2 separate regions of the Danio rerio genome follow, and region 1 is linked to region 2. The links are chromatin contacts, called in public HiCAR-type maps. All regions are on one chromosome and are shown on one strand. The core of a region is the stretch at or near the end of the contact, and the rest is flanking DNA. Distances in the headings are between cores, read along the strand shown.

The links. HiCAR-type assays count read pairs that join an accessible place to other places.
Region 1: a contact with region 2 is called in a HiCAR-type map of caudal fin, with 6 times the contacts expected there. The contact joins two enhancer-like sites. A contact is called at or near these places in 7 of 18 Hi-C or Micro-C datasets (caudal fin, embryo, gastrula embryo and 2 more) and 1 of 4 datasets of contacts at active chromatin or transcription factors (caudal fin).

The regions. Positions count from the first base shown.
Region 1 is chr12:37,782,989-37,788,156 of GRCz12tu, forward strand. It overlaps cep131 (centrosomal protein 131), which reads right to left. Exons shown (of 27, transcript NM_001353865.1): 18 at 4,219-4,321; 19 at 1,512-1,713. Among named protein-coding and RNA genes, the nearest start is that of st6galnac, 19 kb to the left of the region's middle. Within about 2 kb of position 1,528, at least 5 of the 62 cell types and tissues checked have an H3K27ac peak or open chromatin away from gene starts, as enhancers often do.
Region 2 is chr12:37,727,177-37,732,711 of GRCz12tu, forward strand. No RefSeq gene overlaps it. Among named protein-coding and RNA genes, the nearest start is that of aatkb, 14 kb to the left of the region's middle. Within about 2 kb of position 2,760, at least 4 of the 62 cell types and tissues checked have an H3K27ac peak or open chromatin away from gene starts, as enhancers often do.

The sequences.
Region 1 (5,168 bases), core at 278-2,777, 55 kb after region 2:
CATACACTATAGTAAAACAACCCTGCAAACAGATTACATACAGGACCGGAGAAAAGGGCGCTTTTTTATTATCAGTTGTCAGTCAACGCCCGCTCTTTTTTCCCCGCTTACTTGCCGTTTGCTGTGTAAATGCTGACAATCGGATAGGAGTCACTTTTAAAACATGATGCAAGTGGCTCATCAAAAAAATCAGATACAGTCACAAAAATGGAATTGACCATCAAGATCTGTAGTGTAAATGCAGCCTAAGAAACAGGAAAGATTTTGGAAACAGGAAAGATTTGGAAAGTTTCTTTGCTAAGGGGAAAAGGCCCAGTGAAGGACCCACAGTTTTTTTAGAACCAAAATATTCCCTTATTACTGCTGTCTTGTGTTTCTTTGATATTAATTTGTCTATTAATGCTTTAGAACCGGCAAATGCCATCATCCCACTCGTCTTGCTTTTTGTTTTGTTTTTTTATTGCGATCATTCCGCATAGTTTGGTTGCACAATTCTGATTGGGCAGAACGAAAGTGTGCTCACTCAACTGGCTACTAAGACTATCACACAGACGGCAGTCATGCATTTTATCTGGGCTGAGGAAATTAAATAATACATATACATATATATATTTCATATCGCAGCATCTTACTATTACTATTCGATTGCAATTCGATTTCGATTAATCGCACAGCTGTAGTGGGTACAGAAAGTATTTAGACTCCCTTAAATTTTTCACTCTTTGTTATATTTAAGCCATTTTTTTGCCTCATTAATGTACACAAAATACTCCATATTGACAAAAAATTTAATTGCAAAATTTTTGTCATTCTGGCAAATTTATTTAAAAAGGAAATTAAAATTTTTCTAAATATTTTTTTTAAATGTAAGGGGGGTCTAAATACTTTCTGTATCTACTGTATACGTATACTGTATATGAACTGCATTCAAAACTTCTCTCTGTGTTTTATTGTTTCATTCTGGCTGTTTCATAACTGTCACAAACCATGTTTATTGTGCTTTTATAATTATTTTTATATACTTCTAGGAGCTGAACATGTGGTAACTGATGTCATATATATTTGTGTGTGTGAGAAGACTGTGTAAAAAAAAGTCTTAGTATCAAATCATTGAGAGATATAATGTAAAAGTCACTTGCTATTTAAAGAAAATGGATCAAGTCTTCAATATTCCTTTGACATCCTATTTAAAATGAAATTCATCAACACAGGAAAGAAAAAATAATACTGACGTAAAAAACTTTACATAAAAAATAGCCCTCTTGCACTCCTTATTTTGATACCTCATATTCAAAAGCAGTATTTAGCTTTGAGCTCATGTCTAGCCAGTTTCCTCTATTACTTTTTCCAGTCTCCCTTCCTTTTTTTCCTAGTGTGTTTGTGTTTTTTAACATCTGTGAACACATTGTCTTGGCTGCACATCCCAGTCATTGGTTAGATCTCTTATGAACAGATGTGTATTTGAGTATTCATTGCACTCCACACATATGCATGTGCAAGGGTGTGTGTACCTCTGCTTAGCCAATTCTCTTTCTCTCTGGCACTGTTCATCTTTTTCTTTCTCCAGCTGTTGCCGTAACTCCTCGCTCTGTCTGACGTAGCGTTGAGCAGCCCTCTCGTCCGCCTGGAGGAGCTCTGCCTCATGAAGAACTCTCAGCTTCTTCAGCTCCTGCTTGTGTTTGGAGATCAGCTTCTGAATTTCAGGTTCTAGACCTGAGTGCACACACAAAGAGATTAAAATTTTTATTTTTTTAAATATTTAAAAAAATAGCATCTTCTTCAAAATATCTTCTTTTGTGATGCGCAACAAATTTTCACACAATTTTATAGCGAAGTCAAGTATTAAGTTAAGAGGTAAGTCAACTATACCTGAAGATAAAAGTCTAGAAGCTTTAAAACTAGTTAGGTTACTTTATTTTTTTTACCCCAAGGCAGATTTGGCTTGCAACTTTGCAGTCAAGACTCCTCATTTCATATCAGCGCCACAGAAAAATCACATGGTAACAACAAATGGACATAAAGTCATAAAACAGCCTTATTTCAAAATTGATTAAATTCATTTAATCACTCAAAATTCTACATACAAAACCCCATAATGACAATGTGAAAAAAAAATACTTTTTGAAATTGTTGCAAATGAAACTGAAAAATTAAATGTACATAAGTATTCACAGCATTTGCTCAATACTTTGTTGATGCACCTTTGGCAGTGATTACAGCCTCAAGTCTTTCTGAATACGATGCCACAAGCTTGGCACACCTGCCTTTGGGAATTTTAGCCCATTCCTCTTTGCAGTACCCCTTAAGCTCTTTCAGGTTGCATGGGAAACAAAAGTGTACCCCCTTTTTCAGATCTCTCCAGAAATGTTTAATAGGATTTAGGTCTGGGCTCTGGGTGGGCCACTCAAGGACATTCACTGAGTTGTTGTGAAGCCACTCCATTGATATTTTGGTGGTGTGCTTTGGGTCATTGTTTTGCTGGAAGATGAACCATCGCCCCAGTCTTAGATCAAAAGCACTCTGAAGCAGGTTTTCATTCAGGATGTCTCTGTACATTGCTGCATTTATCTTTCCCTCTATCCTGACTAGTCTTACAGTTCCTGCTGCTGAAAAACATCCCCACAGCATGATGCTGCCACCACCAAGCTTCACAGTAGGGATGGTATTAGCCTGGTGATGAACGTTGCTTGATTTTCTCCAAATGTAACGCCTGGCATTCACTCCAAAGAGTTCTGTTTTAGTTTCATCAGACCAGAGAATTGTGTTTTTTATGGTCTGAGAGTCCTTCTTCAGAGAGTCCTTTTGCTTTTGCCAATTTCCAGATGGGGAGTGGCTTCCGTCTGGCCAATCTACCATACAAGCCTGATTGGTGGATTGCTGCACAGATGGTTGTCCTTCTGTAAGGTTAGCCTCTCTCCACAGAAGAATGCTGGAGCTCAGACAAAGTGACTATCAGGTTATTGATCACCTCCATGACTAAGGCCCTTCTCATCCGATCACTCAGCTAAGATATCAGGACAGCTCTAGGAAGAGTCCTGGTGGTTCCACATCTTCCGGATGATAGAGGCCACTGTGCTCATTGGAACTTTCAGAGCAGCAGAAATTTTTCTATAACCTTCCCCAGCCTTGTGTCTCGAGACAATCCTGTCTCGGAGGTCTACAGAAAATTAAATTGTCCTCATGCTTGGTTTGTGCTTTGACATGCACTGTCAACCCTGGGACCTTATATAGACAGTTGTAGCCTTTTCAAATCATGTCTAATCAACTGAATTTACCACAGGTTACCTCCAATTAAGCAGCTGAAACATCTCAAGAATGATCAGTGCAAACAGAATGTACCTGAGCTCAATTAAGAGCTTCACGACAAAGGTTGTGAATACTTCTGTACATGTGATTTTTTTTAGCTTTTTTATTTTTAATAAATTTGCAGCAATTTAAAAAACTCTTTTTTTCACATTGTCATTATGGGTTATTGTGTGTGGAATTTTGAGGAAATACATTAATTTAAGCCATTTTGGAATAAGGCTGTAACATAAAAATCTGGAAAAAATGAAGCGCTATAAATACTTTCCAGTTGCACTGTACCTCTGCTTTAGTGTATGCCTTTATTTAAATGCCTAATGGCTGCTGGTATGAAATTATTTTTGTATCGTTTAGTTCTACAGCTTGATACTAGAAACCTGTTACCAGAAGGAAAGAGCTGAAATTCTGAGTGTAGGGGATGAGCAGTGTCACTTAAAATTATATTTGTAATTCTTCTTAGGTGCCTAGTGTACATAGTCTCCAGATTGGCCTATGACACCCAATAGCTGGTGGTTTCAATTGTAATTAGAGATTCATTCTAAAAAGTTACCCAAAAGTATGTACCAAAGCATGTATTTAATAAATATTTAATAAAACACAAATAACTCAAGTGATCTGCAGTTTTACCACCTTGGAAATACTCCCTTCATTAGAGAAAACCACCAAAAGTCTATTCTGTCTGCCTATTTACGTATCACTATTTAACAACAGCACTAAATGCTGAATAAAACAGCATTTTATTCTTGTCTTTAGGGCATAGAGAAATCATAAACGTGACTGATTTTGGAAACAGGTTTAACGAAACAGACAGGCTGTGTTGAAATGGATATTGTTGAAGGGAGTGGTTATCTAGATCCAAACTGAGAGAGATGGGGCGCTGGTGCTGATTGACGTCTGTTGTTGAACTCTGCTGACCTTTTACAGTGATCTCCTTGATCTTTTTGGTCTTCTCGTTGATCCATTTTTCCCGTCGGACCTTCTCTGTGGCACTCATTAACTCTTTTAGCTTCTTAATCTCCTATGTGGAGAAGGAGAGAGATGAAAGGAGAGTTCAACAGAAAAAAAAAGCACCAGCCATCTCAGGACACCTGTGGATTACTGTAAAGGAAATATTACATTGAAATGGAAATGTACTGAGGACTGTTTAATAATGATAACTTGACTGTAAATTTTAAAGGAACAGCAGGTTTTGGATCAAAATGAGGAAGAATAATTGACAACATCAAATATTCATTTATTGGATGAGTAATGAAATGTAAATTTCTGGGATGTGCTCATTTACTGCTCCATCTATACTACCTGACAAAAGTCTAGTCGCCTATCCAAGCTTTAGAAACAACAAATAATACCTTGACTTCTAGTTGATCATTTGGTATCAGAAGTGGCTTATATGAAAGGTGAAGGCCTATAGATTACACTTATTTTACCAAAATAAAACAAGATCATGCCTTGATTTTAAATTATTTAATTATGACAATAAGGTCTGACTTCGCTTAGACAAGTCACAGAAATAATGTACAGTATATAATACAACGTCAGGCTGCAGTAGAAAAAGAATTAATATTGTGTATGACTCCCATGAGCTTGGATGACTGCATCCATACATATTTGCAATGACTCGAATAACTTATTAATAAAGTCATCTAAGAGTCTTCAATGCCTCCTCCTCCATCTTATCCCAGACATGCTCAATAATTTTTATTTCTGGTGACTGGGCTGGCCAATCCTGGAGTACCTTGACCTTCTTCACTTTCAGGAATTTTGATGTGGAGGATAAAGTATGAGAAGGAGCGCTATCCTGCTGAAGAATTTGCCCTCTCCTGTGGTTTGTAATGTATTCGGTGGCACAAATGTCTTGAAACATC
Region 2 (5,535 bases), core at 1,510-4,009:
CAAAGTTATTCCAATAGGTAATAGAGCTAGGTTTGGAAACAACTTGGTTTAAAAAAAGAGAGCGTATAGATTTGTTATTTATAGACTGAAAAAAACAAATTTTACCACACATTGTATCAACTAGACTGTTTATGGGCTTATAAATTCCAAGTTACACCTTTAATTAAGGAAACAATAATAGAATTAATTGCAGAGAAAACAAGAGAAAATTCCTTGGAAGTTACAGGAAAGTTAAAATTTACAAGAAACTCGTCATATGTCATAAGATACCCTTGAGTTTTAACTCAAATATACTGAGTAAAGAATAATTAATAAATATTGCACAATCATTCCTTAATTCTTTCATTAATTTATTTTCTTTTCAGCTTAGTCCTTTCATTAATCTAGGGTCGCCACAGTGGAATGAATCGCTAACTTATCCAGCACATGTATTATGCAGCGGATGCCCTTCCGGCTGCAACTTATCGCTGGGAAACATCCATTCATTCACACACATACACCACGACCAATTTAGCTTACCAAATTACCTGGACCATGTCTTTGGGCTGTGGGGAAAATCAAAACACCCGGAGGAAACCCCCGCCAACATGGGGAGAACATGGAAACTCCACACAGAAATGCCAACTGACCCAGCCGATGCTCGAACCAGTGATCTTTTTGCTGTGAGGCGATTGTGCTACCCATTGTGCCACTGTGACGCCCCTGGTGTATTTTTTGAATAACGAATATTTTTAGATGTAACCGTTGGTGAATTCCATGATGTTGATTAATGGGAAATTACTGTAAATTGTTACCATAGGTGTTTAGGCTACCACTAACTAACCATATCCAGGATCTCAACAAAATGACTGCAAAATTCTGAAGAGAATATTCAACATCCATTATACTTATCTGCACAAACAGACTGAAAAGAAAAACAGGGATCAATTTTAGAGTCTTGTGGTGATTAAACGAATGTTCGGTAGAACTGTTTTTGTGCTGCTATTACTATAGAAGTCTAATAGGGAGGGATTGATTCGCCTTGAGTTCAGCTTAGTGCAACTCCATTGTACTAAAACGCACATGGACTGCCAATCTCCTACTAATTGACTCTCACAAACATCTGCCCATTATGCCCGACTAGTACATTATCGGACATTTTAAAGCATAGAGGGACGTGAATCGGCAATTACAGACACTATTATTGCTGAACTGCACATTGCATGAAATATTTTCTGTACAGAAATGCTCAAAAGGTATAATTCCAGCAGGCTAAGGACGTCAACATGCTGTCAGATTGACATTGTACTCCAACATCGTGAGGACATTGCATTTTGCTTGTAAATGAAAATCGAGTTGACGTCAGAATCCAATGTCAGACCGACATCAATGTCCAACATCCAACCTTAACTCAACCAAATATCAACGTCTAATGATGTTACAGCTTGACATTGTGTGGATGTTACCACTATGACGTTTATCAGATGTTGGATTTTAGTTGCCATACCTGACGAATAAATGTTAGTATTTGACTTCAATATGACATTGTTTTAAGATGTTGGCTCGACATTGGATTTTGGTCACTTTCTAACACAATCTAAAATCAACAAAATACCAACATCATTTGACATCGTTATTGGACGTCATGATGTTGTCCTTAGACACTGGCTAGACATAAAATTTTGGTCACCTGACATCACGACCTAAATCTCAACTCAGCTCAATTTATTTCTAGAGCACTTTCAACAAACCACAATGAGTACCAAAGTGCTGTACATAAAACATGCAAATAAACACAAAACCAAAATAAATAAACTCACATCACATGATTAAAAGCTAAAGAAAATAAGTGTGTTTTCAGTGACCTCTGAAACGACTCAAAAGTTGAAGTTGTTCTTAAGGAGAGTGGAAGATCGTTCCAGAGTATTGGAGCTGCTACTGAAAAAGCTCTATCACCTCAACATTTTAAGCGTGATCGTGGAACTGTCAAATAGAGACGATCCTTAAAGCGAAGAGATCTCACAGGTTATTGTATATTAATTAGCTCAGAAATATACTCAACCTAATATTACATCTTATGATGTTGTGTGCCTGCTGGGATGACTTTAAAGAGTTTAAAATTCCACACTTTCATGACTTATCGCATACAATTATAAGAATTAAAATCATCTCTGAACCATCTGAGAAAATCTGTGTTTGACCTGAGAGCTTCATCGCTTTTCAGAAAGAACATCAGGAGGCGGCAAATCAGTAAATGCACTTAACTGAACACACACACACACAGAGAATCTTTTTTGATTGTATCGACTGATATGTGATTAAACTGAATGTATTTTCTTTATGAGGCTTAAATGCATTTTTTTCTTTCTTTAAGGATGCGTCTTAGTGTCGTGAATCATAACAGCTTACATAATAAATTGCAGTGTCTCAGGATGCTTAATTTAAAGCAGAAAGCCCCCTCGAGTCATCTCTAGCCTTTTCCCCCCATTTGTCATCTTCGCTTTTCCGTTCTGATCCACTTGGCTGTGTGGCAAACAGCCATCTAACTCAATTACGTGCTTCTTTAACTGACTGCTACAGCCAAGCAAAAGCTGGACACATGGTAAAGCGATTATACCCAGGAGCACAACCTAATGCACATCAAGGTGTATGTGTGTGAACGGCTATCAGAGTTGTCGTTTCTGAAGTCGAGAGCCGGAGGCGAAACGCGAGAGAGCACTAAATCAGCTCAATTTGTGTTTACTCTGCCGTGTCAATACTGCTGGGAGAGACTGAGAGAATTCGGCTTCTGAATGTGGGGGAAAACTGGGAGAAGACAAAGATAGTGTATGAATCATCGCAAGGCTAATGTATGCACGTTATGGAGGTATTATATAACTCACGTTACATAATAGCTTGAATATGACGAAGAATTAGGTTCCTCATTCTTCATAGCTGATTGGGAATAGGCAGTGAAATCATTTATACTTCAATACAAATAATAATAGATATTTTCTTTTGACATGAAATATAACAGTTTGCTTTTATTTCAAGGTGGTGAATGTAAAATTGGTTGATAAAAGTCAAATAAATGGTAAAATGTAAACCTAGGATTCCATAAAAATGTGAAAATTAAATTTGGAGATCAGAGAAAATGAGTGAGAATTTCTATATACAGTTGAAACCAGAAGTTTACATACACTCTAAAAAAAGAAACATAACCATTTTTTTTAATGTCTGACGATAAATTAGACTAAACGTTTACTATTTTAGGTCAGTTAGGATTACCTTAATGACTTACATTTGCTAAATGCCAGAATAAAAAGAAAAAAAAAAAATTTTGAGAGAATTTTTTATTCATTTCTAGACAGTCAAAAGATTGCATTCATTTCCTTGGTATTCTTTTTAGCTTTGCTTTTAAACTGTATAACTTTGGTCAAATGTTTTGGGTATCCTTCACAAGCTTCTCACAGTAGTTTGCAGGACTTTTGGTCCATTCCTCCTGACAGAATTGGTGTAACTGAGTCAGATTTGTAGGCTGTCTTGCTCCAACAAGCTTTTTCAACTCTGCCCACAAATCTTCTATAGGATTGAAGTCAGGGCTTTGTGATGGCCACTCCAAAACATTCGCTCTGTTGTCCTTAAAGCACATTTTAATTAATTTGGCAGTATGTTTAGGATCATGGTCTGTTTGGAAGACACATTTGTGGCCAAGTTTTAATTTCCTGGCTGATGTCTTGAGATGTTGCTTCAGTATTTTCTACATAATGCTCTTCCTTCATGATGCCATGTATGCTGTGAAGTGGACCAGTCCCTCCTGCAGCAAAACAGCCCCACAACATGATGCTGCCACCCCCATACTTTACAGTTGGGACGGTGTTCCTAGGCTTGTAAGCTTTTCCCTTTGTCCTCCAAATGTAACACTGGTCATTATGGCTGAACAGTTCAATCTTAGTTCCATCAGACCACAGGACATGTCAAAAATGTATTATTTTTCCCAGTGTAATTTAGCTAACTATAATCTGGCTTTTTTGTTAATTCTGTCTTGTAGATTTTCCCATGTTGTCACACAAGGAAGCAGTGTGCTTGAGGATTTCCTTAAATACTTCTCACCAGTTGTGCCTCCAATTAACTCAAATGTTGTCAATTAGCCATTAACTTTAACATCTGACTTTTTTAAATGGTGCCTTTTTATACAGTGTATGTAAACTTCTGGTTTTAACTGTATATAAACTATTGCTACTTCACAGACATCTCTTTAGAGCTAGTATTTTAATGAGTTTCTAGCATAATGTCTAAAGTGATGGCAAAACAGATGATTTTGCTGACATTTCAGAAATTTCTCCCTACAGTATTACAGTCGATTACAGTCTACAGTATTTCTCTGTTGCAATTGGGACATTAAAATAAGTAACCCCGAATGAAGCAACGCAATCACTACCAGATTACTGCTGTGTTTACGATAAGGAAAAACGCTTAACACATGCAGGCATTTCTTTTCTTTCTGTCAACTAAACACACATTTCTGATATGCAAGACCCATCTCACACTCAAAACACTACAATTATATGGTATACAGCACTACAACATACAAAGGAGAGAGATCAACTTAAAATATCACTTACTAGTTTAATAATGATTTGATACGCTGTAGGTCGAAATTAGGGGCCTTTTTGCACGCTGCTTATGCACCCTGCACGCCTTATGTTTTAACCGCCTGCTGCGCCTCGTGTTTTTGCCTTTGGCACAGTGTGCTCACAGTTGAAAAAAAGTCAACTCTGAGCGGAAAAAGCACATAAGACGTGTCTGTTTCATTCTACCAAATTAAATGAAAGCAGAGGCGGGGTTTCCGTTAAGGTGCCTGCAGTGTTTGTGTTGTCAGGACAACTACAGAGACTTTTAAAGATGGAGAAGAGACTAGCTGTCACTGTTTTGAGTTATCCGAAACTGTATGGTCTTCACAAATCTTGCCTATCACAATATTTTTAAATATTAAAATTATCACAATATAAACAGCAACACTCGCGGACAATACCCAGCTGATTTAGTCGTTGATTCAGTCAACAAAAAAGGCAGTGTGGTGCGCCTGCATTTTAAGAACGTAAAAGTGCGTTCAGTGTGATTGGCCCCTTTTCTCTTCAAATGGCTTATTATGTGGTCTCTGTCGCCATCCTGTCAACCATAAACAATGTCAACCGTCTTTGGTCTGCTCAATTACAGATTAATGGCCACAAACGTGCTGTCTCTCAGAAATTATAAGTATTTACAAAAGGCACTGTCCTTATAAATAAACTGCATTGTTGCAATCTAAACAACTACATTCTTGACTAAAAAAAGCCTTAAAAGTACAATATGTTCCTCAACAGCAGCTTGAAAGATTTGAGATCAGAACTAAATTGCTAAATGTAGATTAAAATATACAAATAAACTGATTCAAACGCAGAATTAAGTTGACGCGACAGCCTAGTGGTTCGCGCCGAAATAGGGTGCAGAAGGGCCTCCCGGGCATCCCAAGTTCAAATCTCGGCTCGAGGACATTTCCCTACCCTACCCCCTCTCTCTGTCCAACTTCGCTTC